2 separate regions of the Anser cygnoides genome follow, and region 1 is linked to region 2. A link is a contact called in public Hi-C data. All regions are on one chromosome and are shown on one strand. Each heading gives the region's core, a stretch centred on a gene start, on an enhancer-like site or on the middle of the called end of the contact. The rest is flanking DNA. Distances are from core to core; before and after follow the strand shown. Region 1 has its middle 20 kb from the start of SNX5. Region 2 holds the start of APMAP (adipocyte plasma membrane associated protein).

Evidence for each region. Hi-C and Micro-C count contacts between places; a contact is called where the count stands out from the background.
Region 1: a Hi-C map of liver shows a contact between it and region 2, with 2.4 times the contacts expected there. The contact joins the enhancer-like site here to the promoter of APMAP in region 2. A contact is called at or near these places in 3 of 7 Hi-C or Micro-C datasets (granulosa cells and liver).

Annotation. Positions count from the first base shown.
Region 1 is chr3:15,073,657-15,078,242 of Taihu_goose_T2T_genome, reverse strand. No RefSeq gene overlaps it. Among named protein-coding and RNA genes, the nearest start is that of SNX5, 20 kb to the left of the region's middle. Within about 2 kb of position 2,927, at least 2 of the 3 cell types and tissues checked have open chromatin away from gene starts, as enhancers often do. A contact at or near this core is called in liver, where this site is marked.
Region 2 is chr3:14,665,496-14,670,219 of Taihu_goose_T2T_genome, reverse strand. It overlaps APMAP (adipocyte plasma membrane associated protein), which reads right to left and starts at 1,908. Exons shown (of 9, transcript XM_048078981.2): 1 at 1,750-1,908. The coding sequence starts at 1,841. It overlaps ACSS1 (acyl-CoA synthetase short chain family member 1), which reads right to left. Exons shown (of 14, transcript XM_048079023.2): 14 at 3,272-4,724.

The DNA of each region.
Region 1 (4,586 bases), core at 1,678-4,177, 410 kb before region 2:
GTAACAAGACAATATAATCAATATAAAACCAAGTGTTCAGAAATATTGCAGAGACTCAATTTAAAAGGCAAAAACAGAGTTTATAGATGTCCCATACAAAGGCTGACTGTTTAGCGTACTCTTACCCATCACATCTGTGAAGCAGTTTATGTTTACAGCCTGTTGCTCTGGTCTAGGAGTTGTGTTTCTCCACCAAAGCCCATCCACAAGCTTCACCATTGTCATGGTTATTGTGGTATGTGGCTTTTTGTGTAAAGTCAGAGGGAAGGCTAACTATGATGAAGTTTACTCAGGCTTGTTAAACATCCAGCTCTAATTTTGACAGGGGCAGTCACTGCTATTACCTGGAGGTAGGAGATAGCACAGAGGAATTGCCCTCTGAGGGAGAGTGCTTCTACTGGCGTGCAGCTTCTGGGCTATGCAGGGTGTTGTAGGATACAGTGCTCCCTTCCACACATGGTAAATTGGGAGTCTGGCTTTTTCTGTTCCATCTTGGGAAGGAGCAGATGTTTTTCTTTTTTACCCTCGCAACAGATGCACGGATCCTGAGGAATCCAGCTATGTGCTCAGCATTAGGGAGCAGGGAGGTGATTCATGTCCTTGGACAGCAGTCGCGCTTCTCTGCTTACAGAGAAGTGAAGGTGCTTGCTGGGATGGTGCAGGTCAAGTGGCTAGAACCAGGCCCATGGGTGCTGCAGGTTTCTGGCTGTTTCCAGCAGAGCTGGAAGGTAAGACAAGAACAGAGCTGTGGATTTGGGTCAGTGCAAACCCAGAAGGGGTTAGCTTAACCCAGAAGGTAGCTGGATTAGGAAGACCATGGTCTTGGTATGGTGAGTTCGCAACGGGTGGGGCATGTTAAAATGAGAGCATTTGGGGATGGGTGAAATAGGTGTCAATTGTACTCAGGGTGTAGGCAGCATCTGGGCATTGGAAAACTGCAGGTGGGAACCAACCTGGTCAAGTATGATAAGCTGATAAACGTGTCCTGTTGCGTGAGATTGCTATTTCAAGTGGTGCAAGAAACGAGGAATTCAATAAAAGTGTTCTGTAGCCACAGAAAGGGTATGATTAAGGGTCAAGTGTGCTTGGAAAAAGAGCTGTTTTACTCTGATTTATGCAAGTACTAATGATTCTAGGGAGACACATCACATGCTAAGGGTGGTGAACCGCGAAGAGAACAGTTCCTGTGCCTTTGGGATACAGAAAGCCCAGGGAAGCTGTGAGCATGGATTGTGTATGCTAAGTTATTGCTGGTTTTGTGATGCTCACAGTGGTTCTGCAGCTATGACTAGCTTCACGAGCCTGAGAAACTGCTAAACACCCTGGTCCTGGCTGGAGGGAGAAATTCAGCTGCAGTCTGAGTTATCTTGGGATGATTACTGGTGTTTTAATTAGGTTTATCACCACTAGTGTTTTTTTTCTATGTGCTCCCGATTTTTTTCAGCTTCTCTCTTCTCTGCTCTATCCCGTTTCTTCTTGATTCCACGCGCTTCAGGGGTGCTCAGCTCTGATCTGAGGCCCTGTCCTCCAGTAGCTTTGTAGCTGTGTGCTACGCTTCTGATGGCAGCAAATGTGAATTTCACTACATGTGGAGCTAGGAAGATTCTCCTGGTGGGTATTAATAGCCTCTGGCACCTGCAGCCTCTCTTAAAAGACGGGGAGGAACAGCTTGCTTGCTTGTGCTGTGAAGCAAAGAGCTCCGCAGAGGTCCCATTCTTGAGCGTAGCTTTGAGTACTCTCCTGCTATCCCAGCACTTGCTGCTGTGCCTGAGCGATCAGCTCTGAGTTATTTCAGCTTGTGCTCCTGAGAAACACCTGCGTCACTGCATGGTTACAGTGGAATAGCTGAACTGGCTTTGAAATGTGTCCATTTGCAGCTCACTAGTCACTGGGGAATGAATACCAGCTCTGGTGATCCGTTTTAATCCCTCAGGTCGTTGCCTGGTTCTGGCTTTAGACCTGCAGCTGGCTGGTTTCTGGAAACGTGCTTTATCTGCTATCAAACACTGTCCAGTGGCTGAGCTCTGGTGTGGGCTCAGCCTTGCTTTCTGTTTACTTTTTATATTACAGAGCTGATGAGAAGGCCCAGCTGAGATCAGAGTCCATCTCAGCTGGGTTTTCGTGCTTGCGTGCTAAAAATAACCCCTGCTGGGACAGCCTTATGATTTGAACAGACCAGCAAGAACAGGACCCCTTTTGCAGGGGAGGGGATTCACGGAGAGCATGGAAAAGGTGACTTGCCTGTCATCCCACAGGGAATGTGCAGCAGAGGCAGAAATTTAACTTGGATCTAAAATCCCCGTCCAGGGGCTCCCGCTGTCTCGATCTGCTGCTGCTGGAAGCAGCCAAATGAGTTTGTGATTTCAGTTTGACTGCCCCTTGGCCGCGCTTTGCTGCTCTTCTGTGGAAACGTGGTAACTGCTGGTGTGACTGTTCCGTGTCCAGCCCAACGCAGTGAAATGTGTCAGCCTAAGTGGCTTTTAGTGCTCTGTTTTGTGGGTCTGTTTTACTTGGCAGCGGCATTGCAAGGTCACTTTTTGCAGGGAGGGTGGCGGAGTCCCAGGCGCTTGGAAATGCATTGCAAGTACTTTGCTGCTGATACCTCAGCTTCTTGTCAACACTGAAAGGCAGAGTGCAGCGGCCAGGTCGTGTGTGCTTACTGCTTATAACACCTTAACTTCTTTTGGGTAAGGCTATAGGACTGTCCCTATCAGTTAAAGGGATTTTAATTCATTTTCTGTTTCTTTTGTTTAGCATAAATTTACTGTTACTTACCAACTTTCCTAAGCCTGTTCTTTATGAAACATGCCTCTGACAGTCTGATTCACTGGTATAAAAAATGAGTGAAAAGTATTTTAAGGTTCCTTTTTGATGCTAGCCTACTGCCTGCTTTGAAACCAATTTACTACTTTACTGCGTCTGTTTTAGTTTGGATCAGGTTTGTTCTGATAGAAACCACCCAGGCCTCTCTCATAAGGCAGCACAGGTTTAGTTTGCACCTGTGGCTCAGCTCAAAAACTTACCTCAGGTTTGGCTTCATTTAGTCAGCGGCTCCCAGCTCTTTCTTGAAGTACTCCTCCTGGAAGGTCTTGCTCAAAAAAACCCTCGTCTTCAGGCATAAGAGGTTAATGAGCGATTCAGCAGAGCTACGCTAGTAAAGTTGTCTAATTAAATTTGGTCAGTGAAAGATGTAGTTTCATCACAAGCTTGCTGCCACTGAAAGGGGATGGCCTCACTTCCCCTCCTGTTTTGTTCCTATTGCTTCCCTTGGGCTGGTCCTGATGTTCGTGTGGCCGTGTGCCAAGCTGATGTAACTCACTAAAATGGCATGAGATGGGCCAAAATGGAGGTGGGCCAAACCAAAGATGGGCCTGTCGCCAGCTCAGTGTACTGAATCTGTGTTCCTGCAGCAGAGCAACACGCAGGCAGGCCGAGAGGGGATGAGAAGGGGAGACTTTGCAGGGAAGGCTTAGCTCAGCTCTGCTTTGAAACTCTTGGACCAGTGCTTCCTTTTCGGGAGGGACTTCTAAACCTGCAGGGGGAAAATGTGGGCCACGTAACCCCAAGGCTGTCTGCATGATGGGGACTGACTCCGAACTGAGAATCGTGCCTTGTTAGCAAAGGCTTTGGAAGGTGGTTAGTCAGCTCTAGCTGGGAGGTGACGGTGTTGGTGCCTTCTTCAGAAAGATTAGTTTCTGAAGTACTAGTAGGGATTGAGATCAGTTTCTGAAGTACTGGTAGGGGTTGGGAATAGCTTCCCATGCGTGGGCAGTTGCAACGCTGGAGATTAGCCCCATTCACGAGTGGTTCCGGACCGTGGACGTGGAAAACATCAGCGAGCTGAAGCTGGGAGCGAACAGGCAGTGCCACTTTAAAATTTTTCATTCTGCTGTGGAGATTATTGGCACGGCCTCCTTCAGTAAATGCAAGGTTGTTGCCATGGAGGACAGGAAATCCCTCGTCTGCACAGAGAAGGAAAACATTGGAAACTGTCCTACTGTAAAGCACAGCTGCCTCTGTGGGGGAAGAGGGGTGCTTGCTAGCATGGAGTGTTTTCCAAAGGTCTCGGTTTTGTCTGCAGATCTTTGCACGTTTGCTCCGTCTCAGTGTGCTTCTTGTGTGTTTGAAGAGGCGATGGACAAAGGAAGTGGGAGCAGCTGGTTAGGACTAGTCCTAAGTGCCCTGATTAATGTGAGAAGCAGAAGGGATTTTCTCTTGGGAGTAAGATATTTAGCAAATTTACACTATTTGCCTCTTACTTTAAATCCACAGTTCCTCTTATTCCTTTTTTTTTTTTTTTCCTCTACTGTTTGCAGAGGAAGGTCTCTGCCTTTTCTTCCACTGGGCCGCCTAAAGCAGGAGGCATTTCTGCAGTGGCGGGTCTGTATTCTTCACCTGGCAGTCTGAGGCATGTCCTGGCTGCTGCTGCTGGAGGCAGGGGCAGCAGTCTGGGCCATATTTGCGGCTCTAGGAGCTGGCTGGTTCCTGCAGACGCCTAGGTGGTGAGAGCTGCCCTGTCCCTGAGGGACAGGGAAGAAGTGAGATTTGAGAAGGATCTTTCAGGACGTGTTAGCACCATCCTTCCA
Region 2 (4,724 bases), core at 659-3,158:
ATGAGCCACCAGATTTCAGCGCTATCTGCTCTAACACTACGTGTCTCGGGGAAGCAGCATTCCAGTCTTTTTCCCTTCGGATTTGGAAAGGAGAGAGTAGAAGAGAGATGAGGGAGCCCCCAGGTTTACACAAAGACTTCAGCTGTCAGCCTTGTCCGTCCACTGTCCTTCAAAAGATGATGGCTCAATGCTGTAAGATTAAAAGTGCTGTCAGCAGTCACCTAAGCATCTTTGTGACAGCTGAGAACAGCTCATGCAACAGGAAGCTAATAAAGATGAATGGGAACTCATCTGCTAAAGCCAACTTAATTAAAGCTCCTGAAAGCATGATATAAGTAAAGGTCGTATTTCTGAACCTCACTAAAACTTGCAAGGAATTGACAATAAAGGAAAGAGGCAGGAAGAATGAGGTGACATGCAAACTCACACTCCAAGCCTGCAAACTGCAAGACCTGCTTTAGATCCTGCTGAAACCACAAGAATTTAAAGAAAAGCAAACAAACAAAAGCAAACACTTGAGAAGTCAGATGCTCAGGATCACTGTAAAAGCAAACAAACAAAACATACCCAATACAGAACACAGACAACTGCATGTCAGGGACTGGTCCCTAAAAAGAAACACCAAAGTTAGTTTACTAACACTGATAAACAAAACGGAGATCCTTAGCTAATTTTGTCTCTGAAAATTAAACTCGCATGGACTCCAGCCACAAATCTCAAGGATACAACTTCCCAGAGCTCCGGGTATAATAACAGTAAGTCAGCTGGCACTGAGGACCAAAGAGGAGAAGCTGTTGCACCAGCTCTTGCAGACAGCAGGCTGGCAAGAAGGCACCAGAGATCACCACAGCCAGCAAGCCTGGGCCGCCTCATCCTCTTGAGGAACTGCTGGGGTGATGGATACTCTGGATCGCCGCTGGAGTCCTAGGAATACAACTGATTTGAGAAAAGTCAGCAAGAGAGGGTGAAGCCAGAAAGACCTGCTGATTGACGCTGGTGGCTTCCTTCAGGAACAGGGTCTGTGCGTGCAGGTCACCGCACAGCCAAAAGCGCCTCCCTCGCCCTGACGGCCCCGAAGGGCAGAGAGGAGAACCTGCGAGGTGCTCAAACAGGAGGAGACACGGTGAGCCAAAGCAGTGCTAGTCACCACGCAGGTCACTCAGCGGGGCCCAAACCCTGCTTTCTTATTGCAGCTACTGCCCGAGGTTACAGCGAAGCCAACTTTGTATAAAAATTCCTACGCAGAAAACTACGAGCGGAACTTTGAACCTCGCCACAAAGCAAACGAAGTGTTTACAAGGGTATTGCACCTGAAACACGCACAGGCTCGCAGCCTACTCTTTAAACCACTGCCTCCTCCTGCAGCCGTTCCCAAACCCCAGCCAACCAGTTACACAGTGCTCGAACACCCCCGCAAACATCTGCACGAGCCGCAGTGGGGTAACCGGCATTGCTTCACTAACTGAACGCAAACTGCATTTAAACCAGCCCAGCGGAGAGGAAGTGAAAAAAAGCCAAAAAGCCAGGAAAAAAAAAAAAAAGCCAAAAAGCAGGCACCCCCTAAGCCATTACTTGCCAGGAAACCCAGCCCCGCCCAAGCCCCTCCGAGGAGCCCGGGGGAGCCAGGGGCCGGGTCCCCGAGGGACCTGGGCTCAGGTGGGCTGGGGGCGGCCGCTTCCACCCCCGGAGGCCGCGCACCTGGGCCTCGGCTCTCGGCCGGATTTTTCCCCGGTCCCCGCCCGGCCCCACCTGCCCTCCTTGGCCTCCTGCGCCGGGCTGTCCTCGGTGATGACCTGCGGGCGGAGCGGCCGGCGCTGCCGCAGCCCCTCGGCCGCATTCATCCTCCCCGGCCCCGGCCCCGGCCCCGGCCCCGGCCCGCCCCCGGGCCCGCCCAGCCGGCGCCTGCGTTCTCGGTCGCCCCGGGGCCGCTGTCTGGTCGCCACCCCAGGGTCTCCGGGAGCCTCCCGGCGAAGCCCCGGGCTCCCTCCCAAGCGAGGCTGGGTCCCGGCTCAGCGCATCCCCGTGGGCCTCCAGCGGGGAGCCCCCCAGCGCCCGAGGGTGCCCCGTTATCCACCAGGGGGCACTGCGTAACCGAGCAGGAGGGATACGAGAGGGGAAGTGCTCCCCGAGCTCTCCCGCAGCTCCAAAACTGGTTTAACATCCCCACATCCTCCTATCCTGGACGGAGCAGGTCCAAGCTCACTGCTATAAGCTTCTGGAGTCAGTTGGAAAAAATCACCTGTCCAGAATTTTTCCATTTCTCAGCTGAACATGAATATTATGTACCAGCCTTGGTTAAAAGCAGAAGCTTGCTACTGAAATAAGCTGCTGCAGATTTAACCGGCGACAGAGACAGCTCTTGAATATAATTGTGTTAGGCTGGAAAACAGTCTCCATTTTACCAATTCCTGATAAATAAATGACCAAGGCAGCTGCAGCAGCAAAGCACAGGGGGTGGGCACCTGCCTTTTTAACTCGCCCTTCCCGGGACATGTAGGAGACGCTTGCCAGAGGGCTGCAAGACTGAGCGTGGAGTGTGAAGCCTTCCAGAAGCAGCTGCTGGAGGTAACCCAAGTAGTGGCTAATGAGGATGTTCAGTGTACTGCAAATACAGCTGTAGCATTATCTATGTGGTATACTGGCGGTGAAACACAATCTTCCATGCTCTTTCATCGACAAGGCATCCTGCAGAGCATGTTCCTGGCATTTACAAGTGGCCTATGGCTCCTGGAAACACATTTCTTCCCTCAGCTGTGGGACAGCTACACGCTCCTACACAGCACTGCCTCTCACCTTCCCCACACACACCCCACTTTCACCCCTTCCCTATTTGTGCAGGCTGTGCATGCTTCTATGACATACCAAGGAGATTAGTAGAGAAACCATCCATACCAACTAATGATAACTAATTGTTCCCCTTAATTGTTCTGTTTCCATCACGCAGGAAAATAATTGCAGAGCGCTGGGACTTCGGGGTTTACATGAGACATGCAGCTTCCATACACCAAGCACTAATTCTTCCACTTCTTCAGTTGTCATGCGGTTTTCTGGCAGCAACTCATTTCCTGTGAGCTACTGTTTCAAGAAAAGCAATAAAGTAAAACAGCAATTTGGACTACGGGATGACACATCACCATCTCAAACTCTTTTGTCTTTCTTCTTGACAGACTAAAATAAGCTGGAGAAGCAAAAACAAGTCCAAATAAATGAATGAAACCCCAGACCCTTAAAGGAATGGAAGGTCAGACACGTATGATACAAAGCCAACGCATCCCATAGAGAAAGATTACTTTTAATGACAATTCGAATACAGAGATCACTGGAGAAACTTATTTTGGTCAAGGATAATAAATGTGTTTAAAGCATGATTATAAAAAAAAATGAAATGCTTAACATTAATCTGTACAACACATCATCTCTGGAAAGATTGCTTTTCCTTCCCTAAAATTAAGAAAACCACGGTCTGTGCCTCCAGTGGGGGAAAAGGCACCACAGTCGTGTTTCACTGGTAGGTTTGAGTGCGAGAACAAAGTAAGCACCAGATGGACAGGCATGGCTAGGGTACATCACAACTAGACTCTGCCACAACAGTCGCACTGTTGAGACGGACTATTTCGCTGGCAGGAATTATTTCTCTTTTTGAAAGTTTTCATTTGTCCTTTGCGTCAAATTGCAACAGGTAAAACTGACTCTGAAACTGTTTTGACAAAGTTACAATTGCAATCTGGCAAATTATCCCCACATTAATCATGGATGCACAAAGGCTTAGAGGAGTCCAACAGTTCTGCTTTTCAAAAATGAATCAGCTACCCCCAAGAGTGTCCCTTGATCCCTCTGTAAAGCATTCCGTATATCATTACCTTCTTAGAGTGATTAGTGAGCATCAACTCAAAAGGCAGCAGGGCTGAATTCCTTTGCAAGTGACTTCTTTCTCCTGTCATTTCAAGAACTGAGCACATCAGTGCCAGCTCTGCAGGCTGAGCCCCTCCCTGAACCACAAGCCTAAGGGGTGGTGCAGCTGCATGGGAAGCAGAAAGCACTGTCAACATGCAGCCGTGCTGATGTTCATAACGTCCAGGGAATAACAAAAATACAAAACTTGACTCAGACTTTGCACTGAAGATGCAACGGCTGCAGTTTGAGGTCATGGAGAAAAAGAATGAGGGTGGGTTCTCAGGCTGGAAAATTTCATCCGTTTGGCAAAACTTTCCACGAATAGCCTACCCAGCACAATAGTTGCAGCACAATAGTTTTCCTTTTCTAGGGAATACCAGTTCCAAGTCCTGCCTAGCTCTGTCTCTACCAGCCTCAGGGTGCTATTAGATGAACTGAGCCCTGGCTGTTAGCTCCAAGAGCTGATGCAGGTATACTCCCAAAAGAGCAGTTTTACCAGGAGAGGTCGGGGGCTGAGGCTGCCCAGGAGCTGTGTCCACTGCAGCACACCATGTGAGCAGCGTGACAGCACCACGTGTTCTCTCTGAACATCCGAGGGGACCTCAGAGCAGATGGCATCCCAAGGACCATGGCTCAGCAGAAAAAAAATCACAAGAAACAGAGCGGCCATCGTGGTGTGGGATGGCACTCTACGTGGCACTCTACTCTAGCACATGCCATTGACGTGATTTTAGCAAAAAGTACTTGTGAGGCTTCAGAGGTTCACAGTGTGAGGCCTGTTTGTAATTACAGTCCACACCATCACTGGTATGCCTGTGGATTTACTGAGA